2 separate regions of the Mus musculus genome follow, and region 2 is linked to region 1. The links are chromatin contacts, called in public promoter capture Hi-C maps. All regions are on one chromosome and are shown on one strand. Each heading gives the region's core, a stretch centred on a gene start, on an enhancer-like site or on the middle of the called end of the contact. The rest is flanking DNA. Distances are from core to core; before and after follow the strand shown.

Evidence for each region. Capture Hi-C pulls out chosen DNA fragments and counts their contacts.
Region 2: a promoter capture Hi-C map of pancreatic islet shows a contact between it and region 1. The contact joins the promoter of Rd3 here to the promoter of Spata45 in region 1. A contact is called at or near these places in 1 of 484 Hi-C or Micro-C datasets (B cells), 1 of 115 datasets of contacts at active chromatin or transcription factors (embryonic stem cells) and 1 of 9 other capture datasets (pancreatic islet).

What each region holds. Positions count from the first base shown.
Region 1 is chr1:191,034,885-191,040,617 of GRCm38.p6, reverse strand. Spata45 (spermatogenesis associated 45) reads right to left here and starts at 3,799. Exons shown (of 3, transcript NM_029336.2): 1 at 3,744-3,799; 2 at 762-1,073. The coding sequence starts at 1,035.
Region 2 is chr1:191,975,104-191,980,132 of GRCm38.p6, reverse strand. Rd3 (retinal degeneration 3) reads right to left here and starts at 2,763. Exons shown (of 3, transcript NM_023727.4): 1 at 2,424-2,763.

The DNA.
Region 1 (5,733 bases), core at 2,550-5,049:
ACTTCCCATGTCACACTGTACACCTCCCTATATCACTACCTAAGGTCACTGGCCAAAAGCAAAGTCAGAGCTACACAAAGGCCAATGTGGGCCATTCTTTGTAAACTAAATTAATAATGTATTGGCTATATTGAATATAAGAACATATGCACACTCTCTCCAAATAAATGAGAAAACACTATCAGTTGCCTGCCTTGACTACAGTAACAGATATCCACAATCCATATTTTAAACAATACCAAAACAATCACCCCACTTCCCCAGACTACTTCCCTTCCACAGGCCCCTCCCCTCCCCCAGACCACTCCCCTCCATATTTTTATTAATGCTTCTCAAGGTGTTGTGTGTCACATTTGTTACTAAAACTCCATTTTACTTCCATTCTGAACATAAAAACTCCTTAAAGCACAGAAATTGTGAGACAGAAGTTATCTGAATGCAACTCTCAAATGTAATTGTCAGACCCTCAGCAGCTAAGTGCAACCTCAGTCGGCTGGGAGTGCAGACTGCAGCGCCCAAACACCTAACTGTGAACCACCTGGCCTGTGGTAGGGCCTGGGTTCCTATAGACACAAGAAAATGAGTCTCTGGTCTATTGTGGGCCTTATACCAAATAATCTATGTTTGCCTCCAGACACATCACCTTCAGAGACTCCCAAGGGCAAGACCTTGGAACCACTTTCGACCCAGGAAGTCTGCTGAGCCTCTCTCTCTACTTATCCTTCCTACAGGTTGGTCGGAGTCTGACCCTATGGTCTTACTTTTTGGCAGAAAGTGCCTTTTCTCCTTGTGCACAGAGAGATCATGCTTGACCCAGGAGGTCCTGGTACTTTCGGGAACAGATTCTTTGATATGCATGCAAGCTAAGGTCTGGTAGGCCTTGCTGAAGTGCCTCTTCTGAACTCTCAGCAGGTTGACTTCGTTGCTTCTTTCCACCAGGCAGTAGGACTCGCGCTTCTCGTTCAACTCTTCCAGAAGCTGCTTCCTGTTCGCTCCCTGTGTCTTCTCTTCGTTGCCCTTGTTCATGGATGTCATCTTTACAACACACCAGTGGTCAGCTGAGTCTTGCCGCCCTGCCAACACATTGAGCATGCTTAATAGTCTTCTGTCCAACTCAGAAGCAAACTTCACCTCATAACCACATCTACCAGGACTTTCTCCTTCTGCAAGACCATGCTCCAAAATGTGGTACAGAACCAACTCAGGTCATTACTGCCCCCCAAATACTGCAAAGTTCAGCTATGTCCAACAAGTCATGTTGTATTTGCCTGTCACGATAACTGGTGTCTGATCTAAGACAGGCCCACCAGCAGGGTATGTTTCTATCTCCCTGGCTGATGGATGCATCTTTCCCATTTTATCTGTCCACTTTGGGAAATCTGTGAGCTTAGAGCCTTTTTATCTGTATATCTGTAGTATTATCTTTTACAATATCTACCACGGTTTAAACACAGTAAAATGAAAGGGCCCATTAAGAAGCAATTGAACCTGGGTATGTATAGTGTTCACATCTGTAATCTCAGCATTCAGGAGACAAGGTAGAAGGACTGCATTGAGTTCAAGGCCAGCCTGGTTACAGAGTTCTGGGCCAGCATGGGCTAGAGTTAGTCCCTGCCTGCTTCAGAAAACAATAATAAAAATACATATAAAAGGTAATATCTAGGCTACCTAAAATAGTCTGTTGGTAGTCAAGTAACTTAACTAGATCTCTTTAGATATCTATTGCAGAAGAAAAAAAAAATCCTCTCAACACTGGATTTGGCAATTTTTAGCTAAAGGAATTTAAAATGTCATGTAGAATAATTAACAATGAATAATTTGAGTTGCTTTAGTAAAATCTATCATTCTCAGTACCTATTAATAATGTGACATAAAAACTATCAAGAGCAATTTACCTAGGTGTGATGGTGTATATCCTGCACTAGAGAGGCAGAGGCAGGAGAATCTCTGAGAGTTCAGGGCTATCTTGGCCTACATAGTGAGTTCCAGGACAGCCAGGGCTATGTATAGAGACCCTGAATCAAAAATGAAAAACACAAACCTAAACAAATAAGATTATGAATAAACCTACTGTTAGCTTTAAAGATGCTAATTTGTAAGAAATTAAACTCTAAATTCTATCTCCTTTAATACTTTTTGGGGATACTGGGAATTGCATATTTGAGGTAAGAACATTCCAAGCCTGGCATTAAAAAGTTTCACTATCCTCTAGATATGCACATATCAAACACATGACAATAAGATTCATATTTTGTTAAAAGCCCATTTTATAAATCTACTGAAAAAGATATACCACAGTGTGAGTGTTCACTGAAATCACAAAATCAAAATCACCTACAAGTTAGACCCCAACACTCAGCCGTAGAGTCTGGTGGTGAAACCATGGATTACCAGTCGTTTGGGTTTACATACTAGCTATGTTACCTACTGTGTGCATAGCTACCTACTGTGTGCATAGCTAGCTTAAGTTGCCATAGCTTCCTGACATATTCAGTGAAAACATTACCCAGGTCAGAGTATCATACAGACTAAATGAGCTAACACTTATGAAGAGTTTACTATTGCCACCCTCAACAAATCTATCTATCACATAATCGGCACCGTGAAAGAAAGAAAGAAAGAAAGAAAGGAAGGAAGGAAGGAAGGAAGGAAGGAAGGAAGAAAGAAAGAAAGAAAGAAAGAAAGAAAGAAAGAAAGAAAGAAAGAAAGAAAGAAAGAAAGAAAGAAAGGGAAAGAAAGGGAAAGAAGGGAAAGAAAGGGAAAGGAAAGGAAAGGAAAGGAAAGGAAAGGAAAGGAAAGGAAAGGAAAGGAAAGGAAAGGAAAGGGAAGGAAAGGAAAGGAAAGGAAAGGAAGGAAGGAAGGAAGGAATGGAGAGGGAGAGGGAGAGGGAGAGGGAGAGGGAGAGGGAGAGGAAGGAAGGAAGGAAGGAAGGAAGGAAGGAAGGAAGGAAGAAAGAAAGAAAGGAAGAAAGGTAATTCTATCTGATAAGTAGACCGTATACCTTGGTCTCCCAATTACTAATCTGTTTTACACATGATGTGATGAGAATGGTGGGATCCAGTGAAGCAAAAACTGCCAGATCCTTGTTTTTAAAAATCAGTTGAGACTTTCAGGAGGTTGAGAGCAGAGAACCTAGCCATGTCTGAGGCCCTGGTGAGCACCATCCGGCACAGTCTACAAGCCTAGAAAAGTGGCCCTTGGTGTGACTGGCACAGGGACGGGTCGGCTTCCACAGCTCGATCTCGCAGGCTTTTAGCTCATTCACAGTGTCTTAGAAGCTGCATGTGTTATCTGTGATACGGAAGATACTTGAAAACACGAGGCTGGACACGGCAGACCTGATTTGTAGAGCCCATGTTTTAAGCTTTCCCCTCATTAAGATCTGCTAGCCCAGGTCAAGCCAGGTCATGGCTCTCACAGTCCATGGAAGCCAAGTGCACAGAACAGCACAGTGGTTGAGTGTCCCAGTGCCTCCCAGGAGGCTGTCAGGAGGATCATCTGAGCCCAGCAATTCAAGAACAGACTGGGCAATACACTATGACCCCATATCAAAATAACAACATACAGTCTACACACTGACTGGCTGACCAAAAGCTTATAGGAGCTGAATCCTCTCAGAGACTGGTATTTGCCAGTTTAGTATTTAGAGTGTCTTTTTATGAATACAACTCCCATAATAGAAATGACAATCTACAGAGAGAAACAGCATTGTCATTCCTACAGGTACATCAATAATGCATTACCTTTAATAACACCAACCCAAAGCCTGTCTGAAGTCCACAGTGAGGATCAGCCCACTGGACTGTTGCCCTGGTGATAGACTTTTCTGAGCTCTGCCACCTCAGCTCCATTCTGTTCTTAGAACCCTGGTTAACAGAGGGAGTCCTGAGCCAGAGACCTCTTACCTCCTAGCCTGGTGGCCTTGCACGGACGACTTGACCTTTGTCTTTAGATAAAGACAGTGAGATATTAAGTCATCTGTAAAATGGAAACAAAGATAATCGTTAAGTCATAAGGCAGATAATAGGGCAGGAGTTGGGATTACATAAGGTATATATGTAAAACTGTGTGTGCTGCATCTGCCTTCCACTCACTGCAATTTAATTTCTCGACCACTCATTCTGTGCCTGGTGCTCCTGAGGAAAATGGTGACTAGCAAGAGCGTGCTTCCATGAAGAGAAGTGCTAGGAGCTCACTAGAATTTTAAGCCCAGAAATTTGGAACCAATTTAAGTAACATCACATGATCTCATCTCCAAAGGGAAAAAAATTACCTTCATATTTTATACAGAGGACTATTCAAATATCTGTAAACCAAACCAAACCAAACCAAACCAAACCAAACCAAACCAAACCAAGAGTCTCATTCTGTAGCTCTGGCTGTCCTGGAACTCACTGTTTAAACCAGGCTGGCTTCAAACTCGCAGAGATCTATCTGCCTCTTCCTCCACCCCCCTTCCCCTCCCCCCCCCTGCCTACCCCTCCACCTCCACCTCTGCCTCAGGGTGCTGGGACTAAAGGTTTGAGCCACTATGCCCAGCTCAGATAACTTTTTTCAGAAGAAGATCTTTTGCTTTTTAAGAAAATCCAAAGAAACAAATCTCAGAAATATAAAAGAATTTCTTTTGCCTCTTGCAGGAATTAGTGATAGAGGAAAGACCTGTATTGAAAGTTTACACATCCGCTCATGAAGCATGAGTCAGCAAACACGCATTAACTCACCCAAGTGTAAGGAACCTGGGGTGTGGTAACCATGGAGACTGATGCAGTGTTTGGAGGGATGAGAGCAGCTTTGTTTAGGATGCCACAGATAATCTGAGGGCTTATCAAGAGAACACACATCCACTAGGCACAATCTCCGCATCTTTAAATCCAGGCTCTATCTGGATTCTCTCCTTTCTGGGGCAGCTGGAGGAAGATGTTCACACTGTGAGCTTTGGCTTACCTGGCTATAGACGGGCTAACCAGTATGGAGGTGTGGGATTAGATAACAAACTTAAGTATTTGATGGAATTAAGAAAGCTGAAAAGATCTTTAACATTAGTTTTCCTAAAATATATATTAGGTTAAGTTATTAACTCAGAAAGTTATCATGCTGCACCCAAATGCCACTATTTTACAATGGAATAGCTCATCTGATAAGTCACCCAACCTGCAACATCTCAAGCCACAGACTCCTCTCTCTCAGAGATCACTTTCCCTGCAGGCTGCACTTTAAGGCCGGGCTGACCCGAGTTCTCCAAACATTTCGGTTTACTAACCACCTGAAACCTTGCTACAGTCTTACTTCATTCTATTCCAGTGTGCACACTGAGCCACACCAGCTCTTCCGTTCATCTGACCAAAGGGAAGGTTTGTCAGCATCCTCAGACTCTCAGGTCTGGACCCGAGGAGTTTGCTTGCTGTGGTAGTGTCTTGTTAGAGTTACTATTGCTGTGATGTTACCATTATCATGTTACTATTACCATGACTAAATCAACTTGGGGAGGGAAGGGTTTATTCTGCTTATGTCTCCTCATCACAGGGAGTCAGGACAGGAACTCAAGCAGGACAGGAACCTGGAGGCCGGAGCTGATGCTGGGACCATAGTGGAGTGCTGCTTAATGCCTTGCTCCTCATGGCTTGCTCAGCCTGCCTTATTTTTTTTTTAAGATTTATTTTATTTATATGAGTAAACTGTAGGTATCTTCAGACACACCAGAAGAAGACACCAGGTCCCATTATAGATGGTCAT
Region 2 (5,029 bases), core at 1,514-4,013, 940 kb before region 1:
TCTTTAACTTAAAATGTAGCATTTCCGGTCTGGAGAGATGGCTCTGCAGCTAAGAGCACTTGCTGCTCTTGCAGAGGACCAGCACCCACATGGTGGCTCAATTCTGGGGTGTCTGATGTCCCCTTCTGATTTCCACAGGCACCAGCCACACATGTGGTGCACACATATATGCAGACAAAACACTCATACACAGAAAATAAATCTAAAGTATTTTGCTGTAGCATTTCCTCCGGGTATGAATGACCATCACACAACCAGGAGTGTCCATGATACCTGTGAATTTACACTAATATTGTCCCAACTCCTCAAAGTTGCTATTTGTAAAATAGTATATGCTTATCATTACTATGAAACATGGTGTTTATCAGCTATGTCACTAGATCTTGTCATCGTACCTAGTTCTAGAAAAGCGCAGCTATCATGTGTCATAAGCTGGTTTCACAGATATTCCAGCAGCTACATTTCTACAGAGCTGGTTTTCACTAAGTCAACTTTGGTGACTTTACCCGGAAACATTTTTCAGAAAATATATTCTCACCGACCCCCAAAGGTCTGGAGAACAGAAAGAAAAGCCTCTACTGCACACACCCCCCAACTTGGTGTAAGCTTGACTCCAACCTGGATCCTGGCCATCCCAGGCCCTGTGATCTGGTGGCTGTATAGAGAGCTGAGAAACTGATTGCAGGCGCCTGGGGCGTCGCTCTCCTCCTCCCACCTCCCCCTTCTTCCCTTCGTTACACTGTCACCTCTGCGCACACTCTGAGCCTCCCCTCTGGTCTATTTCTGGACATCCCTCAGGACAGTGGCTTCTCACCTTAGAAACACTCAAAGCCTTCCCTGAATCCCAAAGGCAAGAGGACTCTGGTTTCAGACAGTTAGAGGGGATCACGATGCTCACTAGTGCCACACAGTGAAGAGGATGCTGCCCTTAATCCAAGAACCCTGTGGTATTGGTCCAGAAGAACCCACAGCCAGGGCAGCAGCTGAGGCTCCCCCCTTGTATAACTGGGATCTCACAGCTCAGCTGAATATCTTCAGGCTAGGAAGGGTTCTGTTCCTGGGGACCTAGGGCCTAAGGTCACCTGACCCAGGCTGTCCCAGAGCAGAGGTCACCTCTTGGAGCAGGCTGTATCAGCTGAGGCCAGACCCTGGGTCCTGGCAGAGGCCTGAGAGCACATGTAGCTGTTCACCCCTCTGACTGATTCTGCTTTTCTCAGGGCCAAAGTCAACGTCACAAGCTGCAAGTTCTCCTTGTTTCTTTTTGGCATTAAAAAAATTATCTCTACACCACCAAGCCAGGTGTAAACCTGCCCGACCTGTGGGTCTTTTACCTACCTGACAAAGACCTGCTCATCCCTCAAACCAGTGTCTAAGAGTCAACTTCTTCCTGTAGCCTGGCCCTCATGTTCCCCACAGAGATGGCATGGATCTCAGAGGCCATCAGCTCCATCATCCCAGCATGTGTAATGATGGGCGAATGAATGCCTGGGCAAGTGGGGATATGAGTGGATAGGTGGATCAGTGGTGGGTGGGTGGGTGGTTCAGTGAATGGGTGGATCAGGGGTTGGTTGGATCAAGGGGTGGTTGGATCAGGGAGTGGGTGGGTGGTTGGATTAGTGAGTGAGTGAATCAGTGAGTGGGTGGTTGGATCAGAGGATGGGTGGATGGATCAGGGGATGGGAGTGGATAAGTAGGTGAGTTGATGGATGAATGGATACATATATGGATAGAGGGATCTGTTGATAGGTAGGTGGATAGGTGAGCAGAGGAGAGGCGGGTAAATGGGTGGGTGAACGGGTGAATCTCAGTCAGTTTTCTTCATATTGAGGCAGAGGTACAGATACTTAGGTCTGACTATGGTGGACAATCTCCAAGAAGTGCCTCTTCATCCCGATGTCATAATGAGAACCATCTCCACTGAACCCTCCCCCACCACCCAGGTTCCCTCCCTAGTGTCTTATTGGACCTCAGAGGCTGTGCCATTGTGGAGGGGACCACAGCTCAGTTCCAGGTCGCTGCTGTACATCTAGCCTTGACTCTGCACCTTAGAGGTGCTAAAGTTGCATTTCTCAGGTAGGTAGCCCCCTCTGATTCTAGATCTGCTTTCTCCCCCTGCTTGTGTCCCCTGCACAGCACAAGGGGGAACGTTAAGGCTGGTTTCTCTCAGAAGCTTGCTCTGCCCAAAGTAGACAACAGATGTGGCTTCCTCTAAGTTTACAAACCAGGTTGTGCACCCTCAGGATCAGGCCCGAGTCTGCTCATCTTTGACCAGTGAGGATTGAGGGGCCTCCCATGGCCGCCTGGGTCCTGGGTCCAGCTTACTTTCCGGATCCCAGGTGGCCTTCCAAGCTCAGAGCCAAGTGTGGCTAGCTGTCTACTGTAAGTGCAGGAAGCTGCCACTTCTGGGGAGATTCCCCTCTTACCTTAGGTCCACCTCCTTCAGGGCCACTATCACTGTAGGGGTCCTGCTTTCTGCTTCACACTCTAGGAGAAGAGAGCCTTGATCTTTTCTAGGGAAAGTAGAAAGTTGAGCGGCAAACTGGCAGGAGTTGAAGAGTGAGCTCCATCCTCGGCCGCCCTCTGCCTCTTCCACTGCTGGCTGCCTCCTGTGCTTTCTGCTCTTCCTCTTTGAGAAGTTGTACTGGAGGCACCAACTGGAGGAGGGACCCAGCTGGGCTGGTGTTTGTGGAGTATGTGTAGGTCCCCAGAGCTGAGACACAGCTCCCTGCAGAACCTGGAGGCAGGCCAGCATCGGTTGTCATGGAGACCCACCTAAGCCTCTTGGCCTGAAGCAGTATTAGCTGGTGAGGGAGGGCTGACCCGACACAGAGAGAGTGGTGTTCCCAGAAGGCAACTGAACCCTTACTCTCTCAGTACCATCTGGTTTGATGCTACTAACCTCATCAGACTCTTTGTGAACCTGCTATTGGCCGATGTTTCTAGCTGCCTGGTGAATGGTACCCGAATGAAATACAGTCTTTCCTCCAGGAGGGCATTATTCAGGGCACCAGGAGCCCATGAACTTGTCTCTACCTTTATCACTTCCCTTACCTGTCACTCTCTCTGTCTTTCCTTCCCTTGCACCAAGCACAGGCACTGATGGCTCAGGTAGGTCCAGGAAGAAGAAAGAAAGTGGGTCCTGGAAAGTCTAAGTGATGTCAGGAGCTGACACAGGCTTCCTGCTGTGCCTGCCCCTTGCCGCACTCACCACTAGGTCTCTAACTTTCTGCTCTCTGGACATGGTACCACACATAGGCTATTCTGATTGCAAGCCAACAGTAATCCCATTTGTGTCTCACAGAAGTGAGGAGGCACTGAGAAAAGAATGGTGTCCTGCGAAGGAGCAGCAAACTGTAACAGCCTGCACCGTCAGATCCCAGGGTCTGTACACTGGACCAGCACCAGGGAAGGGAATGGCTTTGGACACATCTCATTCAATTATGTTAACAATGAAGCAGAAAGCACAGGACAGTCTACTCAGCTGCGACTGCCCTCCCCTTGCGTATTTGAGGTTTTCAGTGTGCAGGTTCTTCTGCCTTCCTGCCCCTGGCAGAGGCTGCAGGGTCTCCTGTCAGGAACTGGGTCTTATGGTCAAACACTTCTCTTGGCAAATTCACATCATGACAGTCCTAACAGGTAAAAGGATGGGTTAGAAACCTCTACTACAGTTCCCAGGTGTCCTCCATCCAGGACCAGCTAAGGCCAAAGAAATCTGAGGCAAGTGCCAGGACAAGAGTGACTGTCTTAGTTAGGGTTGTACTGCTATGAACAGACACCATGACCAAGGCAACTCTTATAAGGACAACATTTAATTGGGGCTGGCTTACAGGTTCAGAGATTCAGTCCATTATCATAAAGACAAGAACATGGTAGCATCCAGGCAGGCATGGTGCAGGAGGAGCTGAGAGTTCTACATCTTCATCTGAAGGCTGCTAGCAGAAGCTGACTTCCAGGCAGCTAGGATGAGGGTCTTAAAGCACACACCTACAGTGACACACCTACTCCAATAGGGCCATACTTCCTAATAGTGCCAGTACCTGTGTCAAGCTCATTCAACCATCCCATGGCCAGCTGATAGCACCCTTCCCGTGGGTTAGCTGAGTGTCACCTTGGGTCAGGAGCACGGCTGGGACTGTTCTTTCTGGGAACCTTTCACAGACTGGAGAGCAGCAGGAACTCTCACCACAGAAACACTGAGTGTGCGCCCACCCAGCTCCTTCTGAACCCCCTTAACTGGAGCTCTATGTGTAAACTCTGGGGCCTGGTCGAAGATGAAGGCAGAGAAAGCAGGCCACCTCCTATACCGGCCAGGGCTTCCAGCTTGGTGGGCAGGCACCTGCAGAGATCCAGGGATACCTTGAAGAGGAGGTCCACCTAGGGGCCCCGCCTTCTCTCAACACTTCATATTCTCTTGTCCCCAGGCTGCAGTGCTGAGAATCTGCAAGCACAGAGCTGCAAGGGTCTTTTATCCCCATACCTGCTGGAGTCCCGGCATCAGACGGGACTGGGAACTTCCTCACACAGCACAGCGAGCAAGTTCAAAGTCAGGACGATACCCTCTGTTCTAAACCACTCATGCCCACTGCACCTCTGTGGCCTCAGCAAATCCTCCAAACCTCTGGGCACAATCATGACAGTCAGTTCCAGAGAGAGAACAGACATATCCCCTGTTCTCTGAGGGAGGGGGAGCAGGCTGTGCCCCCCCATCCCCTGTTCTGTAATGGAGGGAAGCTGCAGGCTGTGCCCCTGTCTGCAGTGTGGAATACTGTGTTACATTCCGAGTCCCAATGGCTCCTGGCCCGTGCATGGCAAGGCACCAGCACTGACCCATGGAAAGTCTGCTATAAGCTGTCATGGCACTTGCCTCGGATTGCCTAAGCTGGCCCTGGATGGAGGCCACCTGGGAACTCTAGAGGAGCTTCCTACCCATCCTTTTTACCTGTTAGAACATGCACGAGGGAAGCGGTATTTCCCCAGACCTCAAAATACTAGAAGATCTTGCTGGGCCGAATGAGAATGAAGCCAGGAC